Linked DNA regions of Gossypium hirsutum: regions 1 and 2 are each linked to region 3. The links are chromatin contacts, called in public Hi-C maps. All regions are on one chromosome and are shown on one strand. The core of a region is the stretch at or near the end of the contact, and the rest is flanking DNA. Distances in the headings are between cores, read along the strand shown. Region 1 holds the start of LOC107930112 (phytochrome-interacting ankyrin-repeat protein 1). Region 2 holds the start of LOC107930114 (ATP-dependent Clp protease proteolytic subunit 4, chloroplastic). Region 3 holds the start of LOC107930109 (cyclin-dependent kinase C-2).

What was found. Hi-C and Micro-C count contacts between places; a contact is called where the count stands out from the background.
Region 1: a Hi-C map of leaf shows a contact between it and region 3, with 2.2 times the contacts expected there. The contact joins the promoter of LOC107930112 here to the promoter of LOC107930109 in region 3. A contact is called at or near these places in 6 of 34 Hi-C or Micro-C datasets (hypocotyl and leaf).
Region 2: a contact with region 3 is called in a Hi-C map of leaf, with 3 times the contacts expected there. The contact joins the promoter of LOC107930114 here to the promoter of LOC107930109 in region 3. A contact is called at or near these places in 3 of 34 Hi-C or Micro-C datasets (callus and leaf).

What each region holds. Positions count from the first base shown.
Region 1 is chrA08:108,883,755-108,887,708 of Gossypium_hirsutum_v2.1, reverse strand. It overlaps LOC107930112 (phytochrome-interacting ankyrin-repeat protein 1), which reads right to left and starts at 2,312. Exons shown (of 3, transcript XM_016861683.2): 1 at 1,561-2,312; 2 at 778-949; 3 at 1-166. The coding sequence starts at 1,686.
Region 2 is chrA08:108,764,592-108,768,204 of Gossypium_hirsutum_v2.1, reverse strand. LOC107930114 (ATP-dependent Clp protease proteolytic subunit 4, chloroplastic) reads left to right here and starts at 1,665. Exons shown (of 2, transcript XM_016861685.2): 1 at 1,665-2,261. The coding sequence starts at 1,879.
Region 3 is chrA08:109,154,526-109,158,649 of Gossypium_hirsutum_v2.1, reverse strand. It overlaps LOC107930109 (cyclin-dependent kinase C-2), which reads left to right and starts at 1,620. Exons shown (of 12, transcript XM_016861677.2): 1 at 1,620-1,964; 2 at 2,117-2,198; 3 at 2,285-2,375; 4 at 2,512-2,541; 5 at 2,631-2,740; 6 at 2,865-2,937; 7 at 3,032-3,152; 8 at 3,810-3,927. The coding sequence starts at 1,855.

The sequences.
Region 1 (3,954 bases), core at 1,063-3,562, 270 kb after region 3:
TGAAGACGCTTCATCTCCTCATATGCCCATTCAAGGCCAGGGCAGTAATGGAGCGGTGGATTAAATCTGCAATCATTGATGTCATCTGGCAAAAATGCCCCATTCTCTATCAGGAACTTCACTGCTTCCCTCTTTCGTTCTTTAGCAGCTGTGTGAAGTGGCGTCCCTGAGTGAAATCACACATTAAACAAGAGGCAATAAAGTCAGTAGCCTTTCTTACATCTAGATGCATCCTTTTATATCAAATCCTGAAGTTCTAAATAAATTCACCAATCAGGTTTAGCCCCGCCAAGCTATCTGTACTGTGTACACTGCTAGTAGAAAATAGATCACAGTTTACTTGAAACGAAGAGAGTAAATAGCAGGAACAACTGCAAACAAGTACAAACTTGTGACACAAAAACAATAGAACCGCAATGTTGGGCATAGGCCGAAACCTGATGATGCCATTGTGTTCTTTCTTTTTGGGTAGTTGCTACTTGCTAGTTACTACAATATAAAGTTTATTGCTTTACAATGTTTGATGAGCGTGGAAGCTTAAACTGAAAAATATTTTAATAAGAAATATAAAGCTAAACTAAAGTCGAACAATATATATATCAAATTAACAAAGTTCAAATGTGGAAAACAAATGATGGTTGGCATGGCCCAGATTAACTTGTAGTTTTTGAATTAATGGAATTACCAGGTCATAGAGTTGCCAACAAACACAAATTTTTGCTTCAATTATATAATCCACAAAAGTTGGAACAGAAAAATGTGAGATAAGATACTTACACCCACAAGCACCTTTAGTTCTTGCATCAATATTAGCACCACGTTCAAGCAGTTCATCCATAACTTCAAGGTGGCCACCCTCAGCAGCAAGATGGAGTGGGGTGACACCTTGGGATTTGGGGCCCCATGCAGCCACATTTACATCCACACCTTCGTTGAGCAGTTGCTTGACCTGTTTCAAGGAATTTTAGCTCAGCAGTCCATGGCCAAGAGAAGTTATAGCAGTGAATCGTTTGACAAATAAACACAAATAATATACCAAAAAATACCAGTCACAACAAGCTCAAAAGGATTTGGGTCTTACATATGGAACCATTCATACATGTACTGATAAACATAAGGATTTATTTTATATGTATCTGTCTATAATCATTTGGTTAAACTTATTTTTATTTGACCAAGATAAAGAAAAATTATCATGTTCGGCTCCTCCTGGGGATGGAATGCTTCTAAAAAAAATCAGCAAGTAAAACTTGTTAAGAGATTCCCCAAGGGAATTTGGGGAATCCGAAAAGGAAAAAAAATCACGGAAAAGTAATTGGAAGCTATTCCTCCCTGTATATAAATCCAGGTAAAAGAACATTTTCCAGTAAATGTAATAATCTAACATTAGCGTTGGTTTCTTATATTGGTTTAAAGTATTAGAACTATTGAGTAACTTAAGGATCCATCATCAATAGGTGGATATCATATCCGGCAACAATTATCATGAATTCATAAAATTCAAGGGTACTACCAATAAAAGAAAGAGCAGTAAAAACGGTAAATAAGAAAGAAAGAAACCTGAATGAGGTCACCTTTACGGGCTCCGATGTGGAGCATTGTCCAACCTCTATCATCCCTATCAATCCCACACCTAAACGAGCGCCTTCTTGACAAATTTCTCCGCAAAGACTGTCCTTGGGTCATATTCTTCGAAGCAATAACAAAAACCAACCAATACCGTTGCAGATATATAGACTTTTTTCCTTTAACCCGGAAAAAGTAAAGAGAACCCCAGACCAAGATTTGATTGATTAGGCGAAGAAACGCATGATATTTTTGTAAAAACGTGAAATTTTCACAAAGAGTTAGATCCCTTTCTTTTTATTCTTGGAAAACAAACAATCCCCTCGAAAGCTTAAGATGAAGAGAAAAATGATTACATGATAGAGATGAAAACAAGGAGAAGAGGGAAACAGATTAGCGAGAAGCAGAGGAATGATGAGCGACGCAGAAAGGGGAAAAAGGATTCAAGCCAGGACCGAACACACGCAGGTTTTGGAATATCACGTTGCAAGTCATCAACGAAGAAGGCAATAAAAACATAATTGATGAAATTGATTTTGAATAATATTTACAGCAAAAACAGAGGAATTGCCCAAATCATAGATCGATTCGGAGTGGGAGAATATTAAAATTTTATGAAATCGGGAAGAGGAGTAATCAAAAGAAAACCCTAAATAAAGAGGAAAACATTAAGAGAAATGAGAGGAAAGGAGAGAGCTACCACAAAGAGGATATTATGACGCCCCGACCTTACCCAATACTAGGCTTGTGAGATTTAAGACCTAAATATCTTTGTGGCATTCGCCAACTTTGGTTCTCTTGGCGATGGGCTAACGGGCCATCACTAATACTGTACCTAGCAACCCATCCAGCCCAGCCCACCACAACACAATGTTTCCCCCTCTTTTAATAAATCAATATATAATAAAATTTCGGGATAAACTCTAAAAATAGTCACCAACTATATCATGTTTCTATTTTCGTCATCAAGGTTTAAAATTTTCTATTTTAGTCTTAATATTATCAAATTTTAATATTTTGTTCAATCCTACGTTAAATTTTTAACAATGACATTTTTTTATTGGCATAACAATTAATAACAAAAAAAAATACAACAAATTTAGCGCTCAACTTTATACATTTTGTCAATTTAGTCTTAATTCTTAAAAAAATATAAATTTAGAAAAAATTAAAGAAATAAAAAATTTAAAATTTCATTTTTCAATAAAAATACATAATAGTTTTATAAAAATATATAAAAAAATTATTAAAAAATATTTATAAATAAATGGATATCTTTCTTTTTCCATTTCTTAACATGAATTTTATTTATTATAATGATAATTTTATAAATAAAATAATAATCTTACACACAAAAAAAAGGGGAAAACCCATAAAAAAGAATTATGCAAATTCAAAATTTTCCCTTTTTTTAATATTAACAATCCCAGTTGAGTTAAAAATTATAGTGTGAGATAAAAAATGGTGAGAACCAATGTCTTTAGGTTGTCGCCCAAAATGGATTTGTTGCATTTGAGGCTCTATTTAAGGTGGGCATGACTGGGGATATATAGTGAGGATAAGGTCTTAGAGACCTAGTAGGTGGAATTTAAAAGGCCATGTCAATATCTCAATAACTAATTTCTAGTTCGATGGTATAATGATGGAAGATGTGGACATCAAGGAGTTCAAAGTAAATATTATTAATACTGGTGGTTGTGGGTAAAGACGGTGCCTAGCACAGGACAAATTTGAGAAAGACTAAGGACTAATGTTAGTCGTATAATAAAAATTACTATTTATAAAATAAACTTCAAAAAAAAAAGGAAAACCTTGAATCTGATTTAAGTATTATTTGTAGGTTTTTTAAAATATTTTATTTATGAAAATATTATTTTAATAAATAAATTTCATGTCAAAAATAGAGAAAAATGGGTATTCATTTATTATAATGTTGTATGTATTTTTATAAAATCTTATGTATTTTATCATAAATGATTTTTTAAATGATTTTTTTTATTTTTTATAAAGTGGACAAAATAGAAACATGCTAATAGTTGACTAACTATTTTTATAGTTTACCCTAAAATTTAGGTATAACATCAAATTTAACCTTCAATGTTTGCATCTTTTGTCAATTTGGCCCTTTCTATTTTTTTTGACTAAATATGGTCCTAAATATTTTTAAAAGAGTCGAGTTTAACCATTAAGCTTTAAAAAGGAATCGAGTTTTTATTTTTTTAAACGAAAATACCGACTAAAACATTGAATTTTCAAACATGGCAACCCTTATGGCAATCCACATGTTCCTAATTTATTTGATTTTTTTATAAAATTTTTATATTTTTTAATTTCTAATGTTTTTGTGAACATGACATTTAAAACAAATAGTATCATGTCAATGTTAAA
Region 2 (3,613 bases), core at 416-2,915, 390 kb after region 3:
CTAAATTGTTCTAAATAGTCTACTGTGGGAAAATGTGTGAAAGCAAGAAATACGAGTATTTAAAGTATCAAGTAAGTATGGAAATTACTCAAGGTAAGTAAATTTGTTGAAATAAATGTCTAGTCATAAAGATATTCATATGTGGAAGTATAATATATATTAGTAACATTTTAAATATATGTTATATTCATTTATTCTTGTAGTGTTTACTAAGTTGTCACTGGCTTAACGTGTTTATTTCAATGCATAGGTATAGTTAAATTTAACGAGCTAGAGTCAAGGTTGTCAGCTGCTCATCTCATCACATTGCCAAGCTCGAAAAGTGTATGTATAGATTTTTTTATTTAGAATGACATGTACATAGGTGGTGTGGTATTTAACTTGGTAAAAAGAGGTTATTTTGTAAACTTTAAAAGTTTTACTTATTGTGGGTAAATTAATTAAGTACTTTAGCATTATTGGAAATGAATTAATAAGAGTTTAAATGTGTGTATGCATATGTGGTATGATTATTGGTTAAGAATGGTTGATTTAGAATTGCTTTGAATTAGGTGGTGTGGTATTTAACTTGGTAAAAAGAGGTTATTTTGTAAACTTTAAAAGTTTTACTTATTGTGGGTAAATTAATTAAGTACTTTAGCATTATTGGAAATGAATTAATAAGAGTTTAAATGTGTGTATGCATATGTGGTATGATTATTGGTTAAGAATGGTTGATTTAGAATTGCTTTGAATTGGTTTTTAAGTGTTGGATTGGTTCAAACTCTTTGCAAAGGGTTTTTTAGCAAATTTTCCAAATATTTTTGAGCAAATTTGACTTAAAGTATCGATACCAAGGGTCAGGAATCGGTACCTAGTGTTTGGAATTGAGTTTTTCAAAAATAGAATGTCAATTTGGTATCGATACCTCGGACATAGGTATCGATACCCACATGAAATTTTTGAAATTTTGAGTTCCAAAATGCCGTTTTGGTATCAACACTGGTCAAGGGTACAGATACCTTGTTAAGGTATCGATACCCTATGTTTTGGTACTGATACTTGCCCTCTATTTTTCTTAAAAAAATCATTTTTAAATCACTTTTAAACGTCAACGATTGACCGATGATGACCTCAAACATTTAAGATAATAATTAATGACTTAAATAAGTTTAAATGCTATAGTTAATGTTTGAAATTACTTACTGTTTAGTCAAGATCTCTTTAGCACCAAATGTAATAGTCCTATATCAGGTCCCAAATATCAGAACTAGTTAGGGGTGTTACACATGAATTTTGATCTAATGTGCAATTTGATATATGAACTTTGATTTGATACAATTATATACGTGGAACTTTAATTGTGGTTCAAATGTATATATGAAACTTTGATTTTGATTCAATCATACATATTTAAATAAATACATCAATATATTTTTATATTGGATAAATATAAGTATTTGTGTATGAAATATATATATAAACATAAAATAAAGCTATATCAGTAATTGTGTTAATAATTTATGAGAATTGAATCAAATAAAAAATTCATGTATAAAATTATAAATTAAACCAAAATTATATATCAATTTTAATATTTATACTTTATTTTATACTAGTTAGGCCAGCTAAAGTAACTAGGTAAATTCAGATAATATTAAAAAATATTAAATCATTTGAGACTCAATACTATACGGACTAATGTCCACATTTTTCAAAAGTATAAAGACCTCTCACATATTTAAACCTTCAGTGAAAAAAAGAGGATAACAATATTGGAACGGTATTTGCCTGATATCATATCAAGAACGAAGGGCAAAGGGGGCGGCGGCTTCGGTCGGAGTAGTTGCTTATCTGTGACTGAGTTTTCTCGACGCACCACCAACATCACAAAGCGCCATGGGTTTACTATCCCTCTCATCTTCTCTAACCCCTTCCTTCCCCTCTCTTCATCTCAAACCTAAACATAAACTCTCTCTTACTTTCCCAAACCCTTCCTTTGCGTGCTCCGCACCCACATCCAAACCCCTCTCCTCATCTCTCAAACTGAAACCTACTGCGAATTCCCTCAAATTTTCATCCCCTCAGAGCCCCGCCACCGCCATGCGAGGGGCCGAGGCCGACGCTATGGGGTTGTTGCTCAGGGAGCGAATCGTTTTTCTAGGTAACAACATTGATGACTTTGCGGCCGATGCCATTATAAGTCAGTTGCTGCTTTTGGACGCTCAGGACCCTACTAAAGATATCAGACTCTTCATTAATTCCCCTGGTGGTTCTTTGAGGTATCCCCTTTTTTTTTCCAGGATTTTATATTTGTTCTGCTGCTCTGTAACCCTAGGCAAAGATAATAATGCAGAGAACACATTGTTGCTACAACTTCTGCTCTGTTCCGTGAAATTGTTTTCTCTCTGGGAAAGAAAGAACATTTTAGTCTGCGTGTGAATCTTGGAAATACATATCCGATGATTTTATCAATGGGCATTTTCATAATTAAGAAAAAAAGAGAGAGGAGAATTCACTAATAGAACTTATTTTTCTATGAATCTTGAACTGACAAGTCATGACTTGGGTGAGTTACTTTATTGGAAAAACTCTGGCTGAAGGTACCATTTCTCAAATCTTGATCGCTTTAATATTCCCCTAACAAACTGAATAATGAATTCTCTGTTTGTTCTTCAACTAGGACACATCATTGTTTAGGTTCTTGGAAATGAAATGGCAATTTTTATTTGATGGGAGTGGGATTCTCCTTGGATATGGATTATCATTGTTTCCTGATATTTCTTGTTGAAGAAGCCTGATAGCAATGATTTAATGATCTATCTTGTTTGTAAACCCCATTTAATAGAGTAGCATCTCTAAAGCACTTATAGAATACTTCCGAACCTTAGTGCTTGATAAGCTAGCAAGTCTAACCACTAAAAATAACTCAAGTAGCCTAAAATGGACATCGGGTCATGGCTGAGCCTATGGTATAAATTTCCAGCAAGCTACAACTCTTGGTTTGTAGCATCAGCTCGAGGATGGAAACTTTATTGCTTCGTCCAAGCATGAAGAGTCTTGCTTCATCATTAAATTAGCATGTGTGGTAGTTCACAATCTTATTGTTCAATTGTGTGTGATTATCTATTCTTTTTTTCTTCTAATGACCAAGGTCAAGTTTCTTAGTGTGCTTTATTTTTTTTCAATTCCTTAAAATGGGAAAATTATGCCCAATAAATGTTTTCTGGATTAGGAGTCAGCTCAGATCCTTCTGTTTATGCAATCTTTGGGTATAACTTAGGTTGTTGCAGGGCCAAGTGGAAGTGTGCATATTCTTCAATCTTTAGGAGCTTAGAGCAGTTGACATTATATGCAGTTTAGGTCATCAATTTACGTTTGAAAACATGTATGCAATCTTACATGTTATATTTCCATTGAGGCTTGAGGCAAAGGGTACCCTCTTTTGCAAGGGAAACGTTTCACTTGATGGGGAAGGAATGGAAGATTTTGGTGAACGGTTCCTCATAATTTGTCTAATGTACTGACATAATCACTTTGCACGTGTGCGCACACACAAGAAGAAAGAAACACCACGAAATATATGAAGACTATAACTGCTAGTAAACATGATAAATTTCCATTTCCTATCCTT
Region 3 (4,124 bases), core at 371-2,870:
CTAACTTAGTTTTGTTAAAGTTTAATTAAACTAATCTAATTAACATAATCATGGTTTAATTAACTTAATCTAACTTTAATCTAACTTTAGTTGATTTTACCATCATCATCCACATTCTCCTATTTAAAAATGGTTCGATTGTCATTTAGGACCTTTGGCTAATTGCTATTTTAATCCTCAAACCTTTTGTCAATTAAAAATCTATAACGATTGAAACTTTACAATTTAGTCCCTGAGCCTTAATTAACTATTATTTCAGAAAAACTACTGGACCAATCTTTAATATATTTTATATTATCTCCATAAATATTCATATTAAATATTTTATATTATCTCCATAATTGAATATTTATGGACTCAGTTTATGGAAATGGAGTTTTGAAACTGCAATTTCTGATATCACTAAAAATCGAGTCGTTACAATCACCTTGCTTAATGCCCCTTATAGGTTAAATTAACTTGTGCGGGCCCCATTAGTAACAATATGATAAGACACTGTCTATATGCATTGCATAATTAAATTTATCCATTTCTCATCAAAGTCCATAGCACATAGAATTGCTCAAACAAAATTCAAATTTAACCTATCATGCGCCTTATTCGTTTCAAGTTTTAGAGCACTTATGCACCATTTTCCCTTCTTCTTCTTCTTTTTTATAAGATTTAGCAATTCTAATGCCATAACAACATTATCACTAATTTGGCTACCTTTGATGAATGCATTTCGAAACAAAGTGATGATCTCATTAAGGATGGACTAGATTCTCGAAATCAAAATCTTAGAAATAACCCTATAAACCATATTGCACAAGCTTATTGGGCGAAAATGACCCACCTTTTCTAGACATTTTCCTTATGGGATTGGCATAATGAACATTTTATTTAATTCCTTTAGTTGAGGAAGTTGAGCCGTGGATCTGAAACCAAATATCTACATCCTGCATTCGGTTCAAGTGCTTTAAGACATCTCAAATCAAACATTATTTTTATAACTTTCTTTTCTGTGAATGGAGAATTTAATAAATATTTTAGATTCTCTAGTATTGAGGAACCTCCAAACCAATTAAGAAATTATCAATTGATTGTGAACTATTTTGATTCGGTTGATTATAAATACTTATTTTTGGAGGGTTATAAATGCTTTTAAAATAGTCTTTAAAAAAATTTTAATATCATATTGGCATTCAAATAATTTTCCATTTTCACCTTTTTTGTAAGTATTGTGTTCGTGATAGTGGCGGAACCAGAAAATTATTTGGGTGCGGAACTAAATTATATATTTTTATAATAGTAACTATGTAATTTCATTATTTCAATAATTTATATATTTATAATTTTTAATGGATTAAATTAAATTTTTATCATTTTTAAAAAGACCAAATTATAATTTTTTCATTACTAATTTAAAAATTTTAAATTATAAAAATTTAAATTATAAAATTTTTATTTTAAAAGGACGGGACCTGCAAGCCCACTTGGCTCCGCCACTTGTTCGTGAGTCTTCTTTTATTTGCTAAGAAAATACGTGGTATTTTCAAAGAGAAGTTTAGACTTTAGTTTTGGGCCTAGTGATATTGGGTTGGGTTTAAATAAGCAAAGCAAATATTACAAGATAAGAAAAAGGAAAACCGTATTAGTATTTGAAGTTTGGGAAACAGGGCGAACGGGGCAATGCCTTTGGAATGTGGAATTGGGGAATTTGCATGCAATTAGGTATATTGAGAACCTCTGCTAGTGTGAGTTGTTCAAATCCGCCGCCGTTGATGTAGTCAGTATTCGGCCTTTCGGTTCAACTGCAGGGAATTGTGTGTTTATTTAAGTAGCTGCTAAATTGATTCTCAATCAAAGAATCAGATGGCGATAGCAGGGGCAGGGCAGCTTAATCTGAACGAGTCGCCCTGCTGGGGATCAAGAAGCGTCGATTGTTTCGAAAAGCTCGAGCAGATTGGAGAGGGTACCTACGGGTCCGTTCTTCTGCTTTCCCTTCCTCTTATTTTCAATTTAGGGTTTATGTTTGTTTCTCTATTTTTCTTAAATAGGGCGTTCTAATTTCTCTTTGCTTAATAACCATTCATTGCCAGTTTAATTCAATTTCTAGTACTATATGTTTTTGCAGCCAAGTTTACATGGCCAGGGAAATAAAGACCGGTGAAATTGTTGCTTTGAAGAAAATACGCATGGACAACGAGAGAGAAGGAGTATGTTCACGCCTTATACATTTATGTTTCATATAAATCAAAGAAATCATAGCTAAAAATTGCTCTTTCTCTACAAACTTGTACAGTTTCCCATAACAGCTATTCGTGAAATTAAAATTCTGAAGAAGCTCCACCATGAGAATGTAATTAAGCTCAAAGAGATTGTTACTTCTCCGGGTAATTATACGTGCTCGTCATTTTGCAATTGCCCCTTTGGCTTTTAATGCATTTATTGATTTGACTCCTACTTCTTAAAATTACTCCTTTAACCTTTCCTTCATATCTCCTGGTTTTATATTATTTTTAATTGTAGGTCCGGAGAAGGATGAGCAGGGGAGACCAGGCAAGTGTTGTACCATTCCTGATTAAGGTGTTATCGGCTCACACTTAATATTTGCTATGGTTTAACTCTTTCCCTTTTTTGCATTATAGATGGTAACAAGTATAAAGGTGGAATTTATATGGTTTTCGAATACATGGACCATGATTTGACTGGCCTTGCTGATCGACCTGGGATGAGATTTTCAGTTCCCCAAATTAAGGTAACCCATTTTATAGGCAAAAAGGATAGAGAAGAGAGAGAGAGAGAGAGAGAGAGAGAGGGAGAGCACTCTGCATTCAATCATCATAATTTTGTTCTTCTAACCATGCTACCCTTTCGTCCAGTGTTACATGAGGCAACTTCTTACTGGGCTTCACTATTGTCATGTAAATCAAGTACTTCACCGTGACATCAAAGGTTCTTACCTGCATACCTGATATCCCCTTGTTTAATATAATGTTGTCCCTGACTATGAAATCCAAATTAAGGTTCTACTTATTCATTGATGCAGGCTCAAATCTTCTTATAGACAACGAGGGTAACCTCAAGCTTGCTGATTTTGGTCTTGCCCGTTCATTCTCAAATGATCATAATGCAAACCTTACAAATCGTGTTATTACCTTATGGTACAGGTATGTGTCTTTTTATTCTTGGGTTGAACTGTGTTGATGAAACTTTTGGTGAGAGGACTAAGAGAATGGATGGATCATTTGGGTGATCGATCTGCAAGGACAGGAAAAGATATTAGGAGGGCATCGGAGTTTGGACTCCAGAGCACCCTCCGATGCTTTAGTCAGTATAGGTTCAACCGTTCAAGGACTAAGGGTTGAGTGAGATAGAAATTTAGCACGGTTTGAGAGCTTACCTTATTTAGTGAGTACCTTTCCATATTTATAGGTCTCTGTTCTCTGCCCAAAGACGAATGGGCAGATGTCCATACCTAATTTCCATCACGGGGAGCAGATCCTATCTTTTAGGGCCGTTAATTTCCTCATATTTCATATGTTCTTTGACTGAGCTAGAGAATTTCTGTAGAAGTTTCTTGATGCTAAAACTTTTAGCAGGTGTGAACACGGTGTTCACACAAGGGAAAATTCCTTTTGGGCCTGCGTGGCCTGGGCCTGTTAGGCTGATCCTTATTGGATCCTTCAGTCCTTGGTAGGCTGCTGAGCTATTTCAAGCCCGAGTTTGTGGAGTAATAACAAAGCGTATGCTAACAACCTTGAAATGTATTTAATGAAAAAAATACTAGTGCTGTGTTTCCTTCTCATTTTTGTTTATTTTCTCAGACCTCCGGAGCTGCTTCTTGGAGCAACCAAGTACGGTCCAGCTGTTGATATGTGGTCTGTTGGTTGCATCTTTGCTGAGCTCCTGCATGGGAAGCCTATATTTCCTGGAAAAGATGAGGTTAGTTGCTTTATTTTGGATTAAATGATTGAGTTTTATAGAAAGATACAACATAATCGAAGGTTGTTACATCTTATGCCCTGGAATATCCAATCAATGTTGTAGAATCCTGGTTGTATTGATAGCTGAGATCTTCTTTGATACTTGTAAAGTGTTCTGGTCATTTTTTTATATATTACTTCTTGATGATATAAGCG